Regions from separate parts of the Gossypium hirsutum genome. Here region 2 is linked to region 1. The links are chromatin contacts, called in public Hi-C maps. All regions are on one chromosome and are shown on one strand. The core of a region is the stretch at or near the end of the contact, and the rest is flanking DNA. Distances in the headings are between cores, read along the strand shown. Region 1 holds the start of LOC107963895 (protein CNGC15b). Region 2 holds the start of LOC107963892 (cytokinin riboside 5'-monophosphate phosphoribohydrolase LOG1).

What was found. A called contact is a pair of places that touch in the nucleus more often than the background predicts.
Region 2: a contact with region 1 is called in a Hi-C map of leaf, with 1.9 times the contacts expected there. The contact joins the promoter of LOC107963892 here to the promoter of LOC107963895 in region 1.

Annotation. Positions count from the first base shown.
Region 1 is chrA03:6,057,410-6,063,593 of Gossypium_hirsutum_v2.1, forward strand. It overlaps LOC107963895 (protein CNGC15b), which reads left to right and starts at 2,857. Exons shown (of 7, transcript XM_016900417.2): 1 at 2,857-3,637; 2 at 3,756-4,317; 3 at 4,401-4,613; 4 at 4,724-5,016; 5 at 5,168-5,279; 6 at 5,358-5,594; 7 at 5,683-6,184. The coding sequence starts at 3,609.
Region 2 is chrA03:6,198,003-6,204,186 of Gossypium_hirsutum_v2.1, forward strand. LOC107963892 (cytokinin riboside 5'-monophosphate phosphoribohydrolase LOG1) reads left to right here and starts at 3,077. Exons shown (of 7, transcript XM_016900416.2): 1 at 3,077-3,474; 2 at 3,771-3,868; 3 at 3,957-3,987; 4 at 4,821-4,920; 5 at 5,324-5,394; 6 at 5,799-5,942. The coding sequence starts at 3,355.

The DNA of each region.
Region 1 (6,184 bases), core at 1,607-4,106:
ATATTTTAAACAGGTCTATTATTTTTATTTAAACACATTTTTTAAATTTAACATTTTCATTTAAAACTTTTTAAATTTCGAACAAATTCTAGAACCTAAACAAATAATCCAACTTATCAAACAAATCTACATGTGAAATGAAAAATGCAGCAGGTGGGGGGGGGGGAGATCTGGCTGGCTTTGTCGGATTTTATTTAATAAAGTTAACATTGACCACTAATAATTATGTATATTATATGTGGGTGTGATTTTGGTGAATGTGAATGCTTGGAAATTTGACATACAATAACGGATAAAGTAGAAGAAAATAACAGTTGTAACAATTACACATAGAGGATCAATGGTGATTATTAAAATGGGATGATTCTCATGTAATTATAGATTTTTTTATTTTTATTTTTATATATTATATATAAATACTTATATTTATTCAATTAAAAATTAATTAATGTATTTATTTTTTAAATATGTTAATTGTGTCAAATTAAATTTTAGATATTTATTTTTATTTGTTTTTGCCTATTCAGATTTAAAAAAATTAAATTTTAATTACTATTTGCAACAAATTTAGATATTAATTATTAAAATTCATTATCTAAATTCCATTTTTATTTTTGCAAATAGAGATTATAATTAAAATTCAAATTCACTTTACCATTTTGTCGATAATGAATTCGTCGGTTATCTAAATTTATTGTCGGCTTTATTTTTAAATTTTTTTGTTTTAAGATATTTTTCTAACTTTTTAAATTTAAATATTTAATTTGTTAAGATATTCGAAGATAATTTAATTAATTTAAATTCAAATGATAATACTTAAATTTAATGTTAACAATAAACGAATTTAAGGTTCAATTTTAATTAGAGTAAATTAAATTAATAATTTTTAAATTTTGTTTAAAATTATGTTTCAGATATTTATTTTTTAAAAGTTATGTAATAATTATTGGTGGATACTTTAACTTGCGTTAAGAGGATGATACGACATATTAATTTAAAAGAGTTAATAATAAATTTTTGATTTATAATTAAAATATTATTTTAATATTCTTAAATTTTTTTAAAAAAATAATTCTAATTTTTAAAAAATTAATTAAAAATATATAAATATTGGATCTGCTATCAGGAAAAAGAAGACATGGTCAAACACTTTACCAAAACTGTTCAACCTGCGACTTACAAAGCTGACCTGTAGCTTCTTCACCTTCACTCAATGTGATGTGGGGTAAGCTTTATCCAAACAAATATTCAATAAACCAAAATAATGAATGAATAAATAGTTCAGGTGACAAAATTAAATAATACTAATAATGAAATTTTGGTGTGATATTACTAAATCATTCCATTTTTTACTTCCACATAAAATATCAATTGATTTTAATTTTAATTTTGAATTAAATCTATAGATGGTCGGGAGTATAGTCTAGGCTCGAAGGTTTGTATTGAATTTAAAAAAATTAGACAAAAAATTAGACCTATTTAAAATATGAGTTGGGTTCAAGCTTCGAACTCGAGCCTGGCCCGACCCGTTTTAAGTTTATAAATACTTTATATTATATAATTTAGAATACATTAAAAAAATAAATCTATACTAAATATATAATACTATTTTAATGTAAACATTAAAATAATATTAAGATGACTATATAAAAAATTTCAAAAAATAAAAAATATATAAAAATATTAAATATTAAAATAATATAATATAATTTTTTAAAAAATAAAAAAATAATATAAACAGGCCTAAAATGAGTTTGGATTAGTTTTTTACAAATATGGACAAATTTAAGTAAAGTTTTAGGCTTAGATTTTGGGTCGGGCTAGCCTTGAACAAGTATAAAGTATGTTGAATATCATGTTTAGATCCGACCTAACTTAGCCATGAACACCTCTAAAATTTGAATTCAACTAAATTAAAATTAATCAAAAATAATAATTTAAATCTAAAATAATCCAAAACGTAAAGATTGGAATAAAAAAAAATATTTTAGTTTGAAGTAAAAGAAACTCAAATCCAAAAAAGGCTGCCAAGAAAGTAGGCAAAAGTCAATTAAGTTATTAGTCTTCGAAACTTTTTTTTTTCCTTCACTTCTAAGATTCATTTTTTTTTCTTTGATGAAATTAGTATCTTTCAATCCCCTTGAGAAATTCACATGAAATGGGCTAAATTGATTGAATATTTCGAAAAATAAATTAATTAATAAAATAATTTTTTTTTAAATTTAGGAAAATAAATCGTTTTTGAAGAAAATATATAAAAACGTGATCAAGAGGGTATATTTTCTTTATAGTAATATGAAAGTGCGTCCAGTTAGACGAATTTTTCTGTTGACATGTTAACGAATGAAACATACATAGATTGTCACATAGGCTATCATGTTAGTGTCGTTAAAATTTTAGTAGTTTATTAAATTTTTACCCTCAAACAAAATGAATAGACTAAGTTTTAAAAGCGGAATGTCAAAGTGATAAAGAAAAAAAATTAGGACTAAAGAGAGAAAATAAGTAAATGCTAGATACTAAATTTGTTATTAGGAAGAAAAGAAAAACTACTTGAAGAATTAGTATTACCAGCAGCTTGCAGTTGTAAACTTACAGGACAAAGTATATGTCAACATTCCATGAAAAGCATGCCTCGGATCTTACAGATTTTGTAAATAAATATAAAAGACAAAATGAGGATCATAAATAATCATAGTGCATGAATACAACCGTCATGTCCTTTCTCTTTGGACGTTTTCATATGACTTTGTCTCTCTGTATTTCTCTTCTCATCAATAATTTAATCATTTAAAAGATTCAGCCAACTAAAACCCATAGTGGTGAGAAAAGTCCATGGAAAATCGAAAACCGAGTGACATTTAAGGAACCATGAAAGAGAAAAAGGGTTTCTCTTCATTGTTCTTACTATGGAAATTGTTGTAATGTTTTAATTCCATGTATGTTGGAATCAGTATAAAAAAGATCTAATGATATATTCTTCTTTTTTTTGTTTAGAATCATATTCCCATTTAGGGTTTCTTTTATTGACTTATTCCCTTCCAAGTGGCTAAAGATTTTAAAAATCAGTAAAATAAGGGGAAATAAAAATAGTTATAGCTTTTGTTTTTTTCTTTCATGGTCAATGCTTCATCTTCCATACTGACTTTCTAAGCCATTTATTGTCTTCTAATGAAAGGGTATCAAATTTTTAAACTTTGGGTGTTTGCTTTTGACTTCATATATATACAATAAAATACAGATAGCTTATGGTTCATCACTTGTTTGATGAATTTCCTGTTTCAACTCATACCTGGCATCTAAGGTTGTCTGAAAAGGAAATTGTTCACATGTTTTGACCAGCTTTTTTTTAGCTTAAAAACTGCTTCATGTCAAGTTGAGTTAATCTTTTTATGCTATTGGTCACATGATTCCTGGTTCAAAAAGCCATTTGAAGGGCCTTTTTCCAGCTCTTGTGGCTTTGAGCTCTTGAGACTTTGCCTAGTCAATTTCAATTGATTTATGACCTTATGCCTATAAACACTTTGTTCTTGGCCATCCCTTTGTAGAACTCTTTTGTCTTTTTCTCTCTTATCCTCTGGTAGATCAAATCTAATTGAAGAAAATCCATGGGGTTTATTAATTCAAGATCTGTAAGGTTTGTTCCATTTTTGTTCCTTAATGTCTTATGTATGTAGGTATGTATGTATGTGTGTATGCACTCTCATTAGCGATGGAACAATCATTTATTTGTGGTTGCATATGTGTTTTTCCAGATTTGAAGATGACCTTGAATTAACAAAGCTCCCCCCAATGAATGGAGATGGTATGGTAAAGCTGAAATACAATATCAACGGAACGAAAATATCGGAGCCTGGCACTGAGAGGGTCGAGAGCAAGTTGCCTGCTACTACTAGGAGAGGTAAATTGTTGAAAGCTAAAGTACTGTCCAGAGTTTTCTCTGAGGATTTTGAGAGAGTGAAGAAGAAGATTTTGGATCCTCGAGGACCGGTTATTCGTCGATGGAACAAGATTTTCCTAGTAGCATGCTTGGTTTCTTTGTTTGTGGATCCTCTGTTCTTTTATTTGCCAATAGTTAAGAAGGATGTCTGCATTGATATTGGAATACCCCTTGAAGTTATCCTTACTATGGTTAGATCATTAGCTGATGCCTTCTACATAGTTCAAATATTCATTCGGTTTCGAACCGCTTATGTTGCACCGCCTTCTCGTGTATTTGGGAGAGGCGAGCTCGTTATAGATTCCGGGAAGATTGCTTCCAGGTACCTCAAGAAGAGTTTCTGGATTGATTTACTTGCTGCACTCCCCCTTCCTCAGGTATACACATGATGAAACTGATGAACACTCGGGTCGTTTTCATGGAATGTTTCATTTTTCATATGTTTCAGTTTTGTTTCCAGGTTTTGATTTGGATCATCATTCCGAACCTTAACGGTTCAACAATGATGAACACCAAAAACATGCTCCGGTTCATAATCATTTTTCAGTACCTTCCAAGACTTTTTCTTATTTTTCCTTTGTCATCACAAATTGTTAACGCCACTGGTGTTGTGACCGAAACAGCATGGGCTGGTGCCGCTTATAACCTCATGCTCTACATGCTGGCAAGCCATGTAAGTCATTATGATGCTTCTTAAGTTTAACTCTGAACCTAAGTACGTATGTGCATACGCACAAACATACATATATTCCTGAATCTGATTGTGCTTTGTTTCTTGAAAAGGTTTTAGGAGCTTGTTGGTATCTTCTTTCGATCGAGCGGCAAGAAGCGTGCTGGAAGACCGCCTGTGATCTCGAGGAGCCTTATTGTCAGTATAAATATTTTGATTGCAACAAGGTTAAAGACCCTGGCAGGTTGACCTGGTTCAACTCCAGCAATATTACTAGCCTATGCAGTCCAAGTTCCAGCTCCTATCCATTTGGTATCTATGGTGATGGATTGGAATTTAATGTTACAACAGCACCATTCTTCAACAAGTACTTTTATTGCCTTTGGTGGGGTTTAAGGAACTTAAGGTACATTGTTGCTTTCATATGTGCATCTTTATGCTTATTCCATAATCTCGAATACACTGTAAATTTCTGCAAATAAGACCCAAGAATTCGGTCATATAAGAAAGACGATATTACTTAAACTCTAATACTATATCCCATTCCCATGGTGTAGTTCTTTGGGACAAAATCTTAGCACAAGCACTTACGCTGGAGAAATAATTTTCGCCATCATTATTGCAACTCTCGGTCTGGTTCTTTTTGCACTGCTAATTGGGAATATGCAAGTAAGTTAGGACCAAATTGTTTTGCAACTCGGCTTCTTATGTTGTCGATCATACTGATATCGTTCTTTTACCTGGCAGACGTACCTTCAATCAACGACGGTCAGGTTGGAAGAATGGAGAATCAAGAGAACCGATACGGAACAATGGATGCGTCACAGGCAACTTCCTCCAGAATTAAGGCAATCCATCAGAAAATATGATCAGTATAAGTGGTTAGCCACGAGGGGAGTTGATGAAGAGGCCTTACTAGAAGGCCTTCCTTTGGATCTCCGGCGAGACATCAAACGGCACCTTTGTCTTGACCTTGTTCGACGAGTAAGTCATTGTATACCAGCATTTCAGATTACATTTAGACTATGCCATGTATAGACCAGCTTGACATGCAACTTTATTTTTTTTACAGGTACCACTGTTTGATCAAATGGATGAAAGGATGCTAGATGCAATCTGTGAGAGGCTCAAACCGGCATTGTGCACCGAAGGCACATACCTAGTCCGAGAAGGAGATCCCGTCAATGAGATGCTCTTCATAATTAGAGGCCACCTTGATTCCTACACTACAAACGGTGGCCGAACCGGATTCTTCAACTCATGCCGGATTGGCCCTGGAGACTTCTGCGGTGAGGAACTGTTAACATGGGCATTAGATCCTCGTCCTAGCGTTGTTCTTCCATCTTCAACTCGAACAGTCAAAGCAATATCTGAAGTAGAAGCCTTTGCACTTCGAGCAGAAGATCTCAAATTTGTTGCAGCACAATTTAGAAGACTACATAGCAAACAACTAAGACACAAGTTCCGGTTCTACTCACACCAGTGGAGAACTTGGGCTGCCTGTTTTGTCCAAGCAGCATGGCGTCGGTTTAAGAAACGAAAGGAAGCTGCCAAACTTAGAGCCATGGAGGACC
Region 2 (6,184 bases), core at 1,827-4,326, 140 kb after region 1:
ACGAGGTGAGAGCAACAAAGCCCACTCTGGTGAGGTACCAATAACAATATAAAAATTAAAATTTAGTTATGGTTTTAGTATTTTTGTTATATTAAAATTTATAATTTAGTCCTTCTAATTTAATAATATTTGGTCTCTATATTTTTATAATATTATTAGTTGATGATGTGAAAATTTTTAAAAATAACTTTAAGAATTTGGCTACATATAATATTGTTTTTGATTAATTATGGTTGACTGAAGTTTTATGTAATTCTGATTATATAATTGAATAATAGTAAAAAAAGAAAATGTCTATATCACTTTAACATAAACAACTAATGATATTATCGATTTGAATAATAATAATAATAATAATAAAGAAATCAAATTATAAAAAATTAAAATAAATAAATTAAATTTCAATTCCTATATAAAAGTAAAATGACTGGAAAACCAAGCATAAAATCAATGCATGGGGTGTGGGTGTTTGAAAAAGATATGCTCAGGTAACTAAGAGGGCAAAGAACGGAGTGGGTCCTAAATGTTTGTGGAGAGTATTTGTTTTTTATTGTAATAAAAATATAAATGTTTCCTTTGCATACAACATAAGTTGTTGAATAAGGGTTCAAATGATCTTTGGGTCATCACCCACAAATTTCTCCTCCTTGTCCATTGTTTTCAAATTCCATAGATTCTAAATTTCAATATGGGTTTATTGCATCAAATTAGCACTTATCATATAGTTATTTTTCATAAATTTGTTTATGGGTCGAGTTATTTGTCTAGATTTGAAGACATGTTCGAAATTTGGAAGGATTTGGGTAAAAATATTAAGCCCATTTAAAATATGAGTTGGGCTCAGAATTAAACATTCAAAGCCCGAGCCTGGCCCATTTTTAAGTTTATAATACTTTATATTATGTTATTTTCATTATTATGTAATTTAGAACACATTTAAAAATAAACATATACTAAATATATGAACTACTCTAATATAAATATTAAAATCATGTCAAAATGACTATATAAAAAACTTTCAATAAATAAAAAATATAATTTTATTAAATATTAAAATAATATAATATAAATATTTAAAAAAATAATATGGGTGGGCCTAAAGTGGGCTTTGGATATGGGTGAATTTAGACAAAATTTTAGGCCCATATTTCGGGCCAAGTCGGGCTTGAGGAAGCATAAAGTATGTTAATATCATGCTTAAACCTGACCTAATTCATGAGCAGCTCTAGTCATAACAAATTGAACTTTCATATGAAAGTATTGTTTTAATTAAAGATAGTAATATGGATTACATATTTAGATATATGTAAGCATTTTAGTTGGTTTTTTTTTTTGCATATTTGGATTCGAATGTTAAAGTTATTATTTGCTTTGGACTCCGAATAGATGTAGATAGACATCTTTATACTTCGTTATATGAATTCACATTGCTTATTCAGACAGCATATTCAGATATCCAAATCCAAATTCGGATTAGGATTGTAGCTTTGGATTGATTTTAAATTTTAACATATTCGAATTAAGATTTTTGTAGACTCAAATATTTACTCAAATTCATATATAAATAGTAATATTTAGATAATTTACTGAGAATAAATAAATTTGAATAATTCAAAAAAAATTTACAGATATTCAATGTATTGTTATTTCTAGTTTTAATCAAATTTTGGTCTAAAACAATTTGAAATTTTACCTAGAATATCATATATTATTAGACTTAGGAAAAAAAGTGTTTCAATTTCGAGATGGCCTGATTTAACTTGAATTATAGTTTAATTATAAAAATATTTAAATTTATAATTTATTATAAATTATAAATTTATTTTGTTTTTAGAAAGTAAAAACAAACTATCAAATCGATTTAAAAGAATAAAATAAAAAGTCAGACCTAAACACCTTTAACACTGAAGACTAAGGAAAAAAAGAAAAGAAAAGAATAATGGTCGTATAGTACACTGAATTTCATATGGGGTGGGGTAAATGCATTAATTAATTTTGGATTTTTTAATAAATTAAAAATGAAGGGAAAAAAATAAAAAAGGAAATGGCCGGCGGCACCTCTAACCATTGTGATACCAACATTAAATTTAATTCCAATTATTTTGAAGGAAATATTTGTTTTTATCAAACATTTTGAAGAAAATACTTCATGCATCTAAAATGCTACCAAAAAATCAAATTTAATTTCAATTAAGAATATTGAATTGTACTAACAAATAAATTGTAAAATTTTTAAAATCGAATCAAATTTCGATCCAGCACATGAACACTTCTAGTTTTGGCTCTTCCAAAAAAATTGGGTTTATGGATGAAAATCATAATTTTAACCCATAAACAGGGTGAGGCAATAAGTGTTTTGATAGTAAAAGGGGCATAGCAATTCCTTTTGGTCTAACTTTTTGTATTTGAAATTCACATGGCCCCGACTGAAATTGAGGGTCAAGATAAATCGAATTTTATTTTATAATACAAATTTTTATAGGGCTGTTTCATCTTTTACGATGCTCAAAACTTGTAATTAGGAGTGTAATAATTAGGGAAAATAAGAGCACTATTAATTGGAATAATAATACTTTTAATCCCTCTTAATTATGAAATATTCAATTTAAACCATTTTAAACTTTTTTTTCTTTTTTTTCCTTTTGAGTTCTCCCAAACTTTTTAAATTTTATTTTTAACCCCTCATTATTGAATTCCTATTTTCATCCCACCCTCTTCATTGGGAATCTTTCTTACTGGGAAAGGATTGTATGAAATAAACTCACCACATCATTTTGTATCACTTACCAATTATTTAATGTCATTTCAACATCTTTTTTCATATCATTGACATATCATTTTGGTTAATTTTTTATACATAAACCTTAGATCTTTGACCCTGAACCTTAGACCTTCTATTCTAACCATGGGTTCTGGGTTTAGAGCTCAAAAGTTTAAGGTTCGAAGTTCAGAGTTTAGAGTCTGAGGTTTAAGGTTTAGGGTTTAAAGTTTAAGGTTTAAGGTTCAGATTAAAAAAATTAGCAAAAAAATATGTGAATGACATAAAAAAATAATACTAAAATAGGGTTAAATAATTGATAAGGGATACAATCCTTTCCCCTTCCTCACTACTCTACCCAACATGTAGCAATAAGGGGGGATGGCATTGGACCATTACATCATGGGGTTAACGCATGCCAAGTCGACAACCTTGTAGCCTCTTGCCTACCGTTATATATATATGCGCACACAGCCTGCCCACTTCCAATCTCAAAATCCTCAACCATTTCTCTTCTTTTTCCCTTCACAATTATTTTCTTTCTTCATTGAAAAAACAAAACAGAGGATATTCCCTTATCCCCACAAAAAGAAAAAATGGAGAGAGATATGGAAATGAAACAATCAAAATTCAAAAGAATCTGTGTGTTTTGTGGGAGTAGCCCTGGTAAGAAGAACAGCTATAGAGAAGCTGCTATTGATCTTGGCAGGGAATTGGTAACCCTTCTTTTTTTTTCTCTTTTTTAGCTCTGTTTTAGCTCTGTTATATATATATATATAAGTTATTGTATGATTTTCAGCTTCCTTTATGGTTATTCATGGCTAAACATTTTGTTTCCACTGCTACCAATCTTCTTATTTTCAAGAGTTAAAAAAAAACAGGTTCTATGAATTAAGTTCATATATATTTATTTATGTAGGTGTAGTTTGTAGCTTAAAGTTCAGCTCATTTTTCTAAAATGTACTTTGATGGGTTGAATAAAGCTGAATATTGTTGTTTTTTAATAATGAAGGTTTCAAGGAATATTGATCTGGTCTATGGAGGGGGCAGTATTGGATTAATGGGGCTGATTTCTCAAGCAGTTTTTGATGGTGGCCGCCATGTAATTGGGTATTCAAATATTCAACTTAAAAGCTAATTTTTAACTTACAAAAATATAATTTTAATTGTGTTTCTTCATGTTTATTATCATCTGCAGAGTGATTCCCAAGACACTCATGCCTAGAGAGGTACTCTCTTCTATTTAAATTCTGTCTTTCTTTTATAAATTAAAATATAAAAATAAAAAAACATTATCTGTTTGTTCTTTTATGTTTATATTTTTTAAAATTTTTATTTTTATTTTTCTAGTGGTAGCTCCCATGACATGAATTTCTACCTCACTTTTGTTATCTTCTAAATAAGGGGGGTTTCACACTTTGTCTCTTTTGGGTCTCATGCAGGTTCCTATTTAGACTTTTGTTGTTGCTTTTTCCCTTGTTTTTCACATTTTTCAAAAACAAAACTTTGCCATTGAATTCCACCTGAGGGCATATGATGGGCCTTCACCATTTTTGTCCCTCTCCAATGATTTTTTTTTCTTTTTTGCCCACCATAAACATCATCATTCTTAGCATATATATCACACTTACATGGTGCATGTTGTGTTTTCTGTATGTATGTATATTGTTATTGTGAATTAAAGCCCACGACATCTTCATCTCATCTTTGCAAAAGTGGGTATTATTTTAATATCGGGTTTTAAAATATTTTAATTGAGTTACTAAAATATCACTAATATATTAATATGATTTTTTTTCGTCGACTTTAACTATCAGCTTGGGTGTTAAATTTTGACTCAAGTTTAGCACACACCAACTTAAAACATTTGCATCAAATTTTGACGATACTACTTGTTTTTAACACGTTAAATTTAAATTGTTCATGCAGTAGTTACACACATGTTGTAAATATACTCCACTTTATATTCTTGTTAGCATTTAACACTTGGAGCTTACATTATAATTAGGGAAGTATGGTGGAAATAACTTTTTAAACCAATTACATTAACATTTTCTTGTAGATAACTGGTGAGACAGTCGGGGAAGTTAAGGCAGTTTCAGACATGCACCAAAGGAAGGCAGAGATGGCTAGACAATCTGATGCTTTCATTGCCTTACCTGGTTGGTATATAATAGACCCGAAATACTCTTTCAAACTCAAAAGTGACTTGACCCAGACCTGGTAATTAGCCCAATGGGTACGCCTTTTCGTGGACCACATTTATATTTTGCCTTTGAAGGGCTCTCTCCTAGTTTACCCCCAAAATTAGGCCTATTGGGCAGGGACTATTCGCCCATATGGGCTATGAAAAGACCAAAAATGTGATGAGCTCGTGCAAATATATTGGTCTACCCTTGATATAAATATCATAAAATTAATTTAATTGATAATTAAATTTGAAAATAAAAATAAAAAATTGAAAAAAGATCACTAATAAACCTCAATTATCAGTTTTTTTCCTGCCATTATCTATATAATCAATGTAATTAATTAGAGGAATTTCTATACTGTATTTATGAATAGGTGGCTATGGAACTCTTGAAGAACTTCTTGAAGTCATAACCTGGGCTCAACTTGGAATCCATGATAAACCAGTAATATTCTTTTCTTTTTCTTTTTTCAATTTCCTAAACAAATCATTTATGGGATATTTTGGTGTCTAATAATTAACTTCCAAGTCAAATCGAGTTCATCCTTTAAATGGGGCAAATCTCTTCCACCTTATAGGATATGGTGGATTTGAAACACATTAATAGGAGGATTTTTTTTTTGAATATATTTATTTTTTTAATAAAATGTTTAAAATTATTTATAGTTTTTTTTAAACTCATAACTAGGAAGATAATACGCTTCAACTCACTCGAACCCACGTATTCTTATATTGATAATAATATTCATACTAATAAAATTAAAATTCAATCAATACGAATTTTTTTTTCAATATAGAGTTTTTTATAGGTTGAATTAATGTTTAGGATGTTGGTTGAGAATGGTGCAGGTGGGATTGTTGAATGTGGATGGATATTACAATTCATTGTTGTCTTTTATTGACAAAGCGGTGGAAGAAGGTTTCATTTCTCCAAATGCACGCCATATCATTCTATCTGCTCCCACTGCTCAAGACTTGGTCAAATACATGGAGGTTCTTTTTTTTCCTTTTTAATTCTTTTTTCTCAATTTTTAATTTGCATTTTACACCTGAAAAAAAAAACTAAGTTACAAATTTTCATAACTTTTTCTATCTTAATTTTTATTCTTTTCCAAATTAATCCTTGAACGTAGGACCATTTTCTAATTTGATTTTAAAATTTAAATTATGTTAAAGTATAATGATTTGTTATATTGAGATAATATCATATCATTACATTATTGTTTTAAAAATAA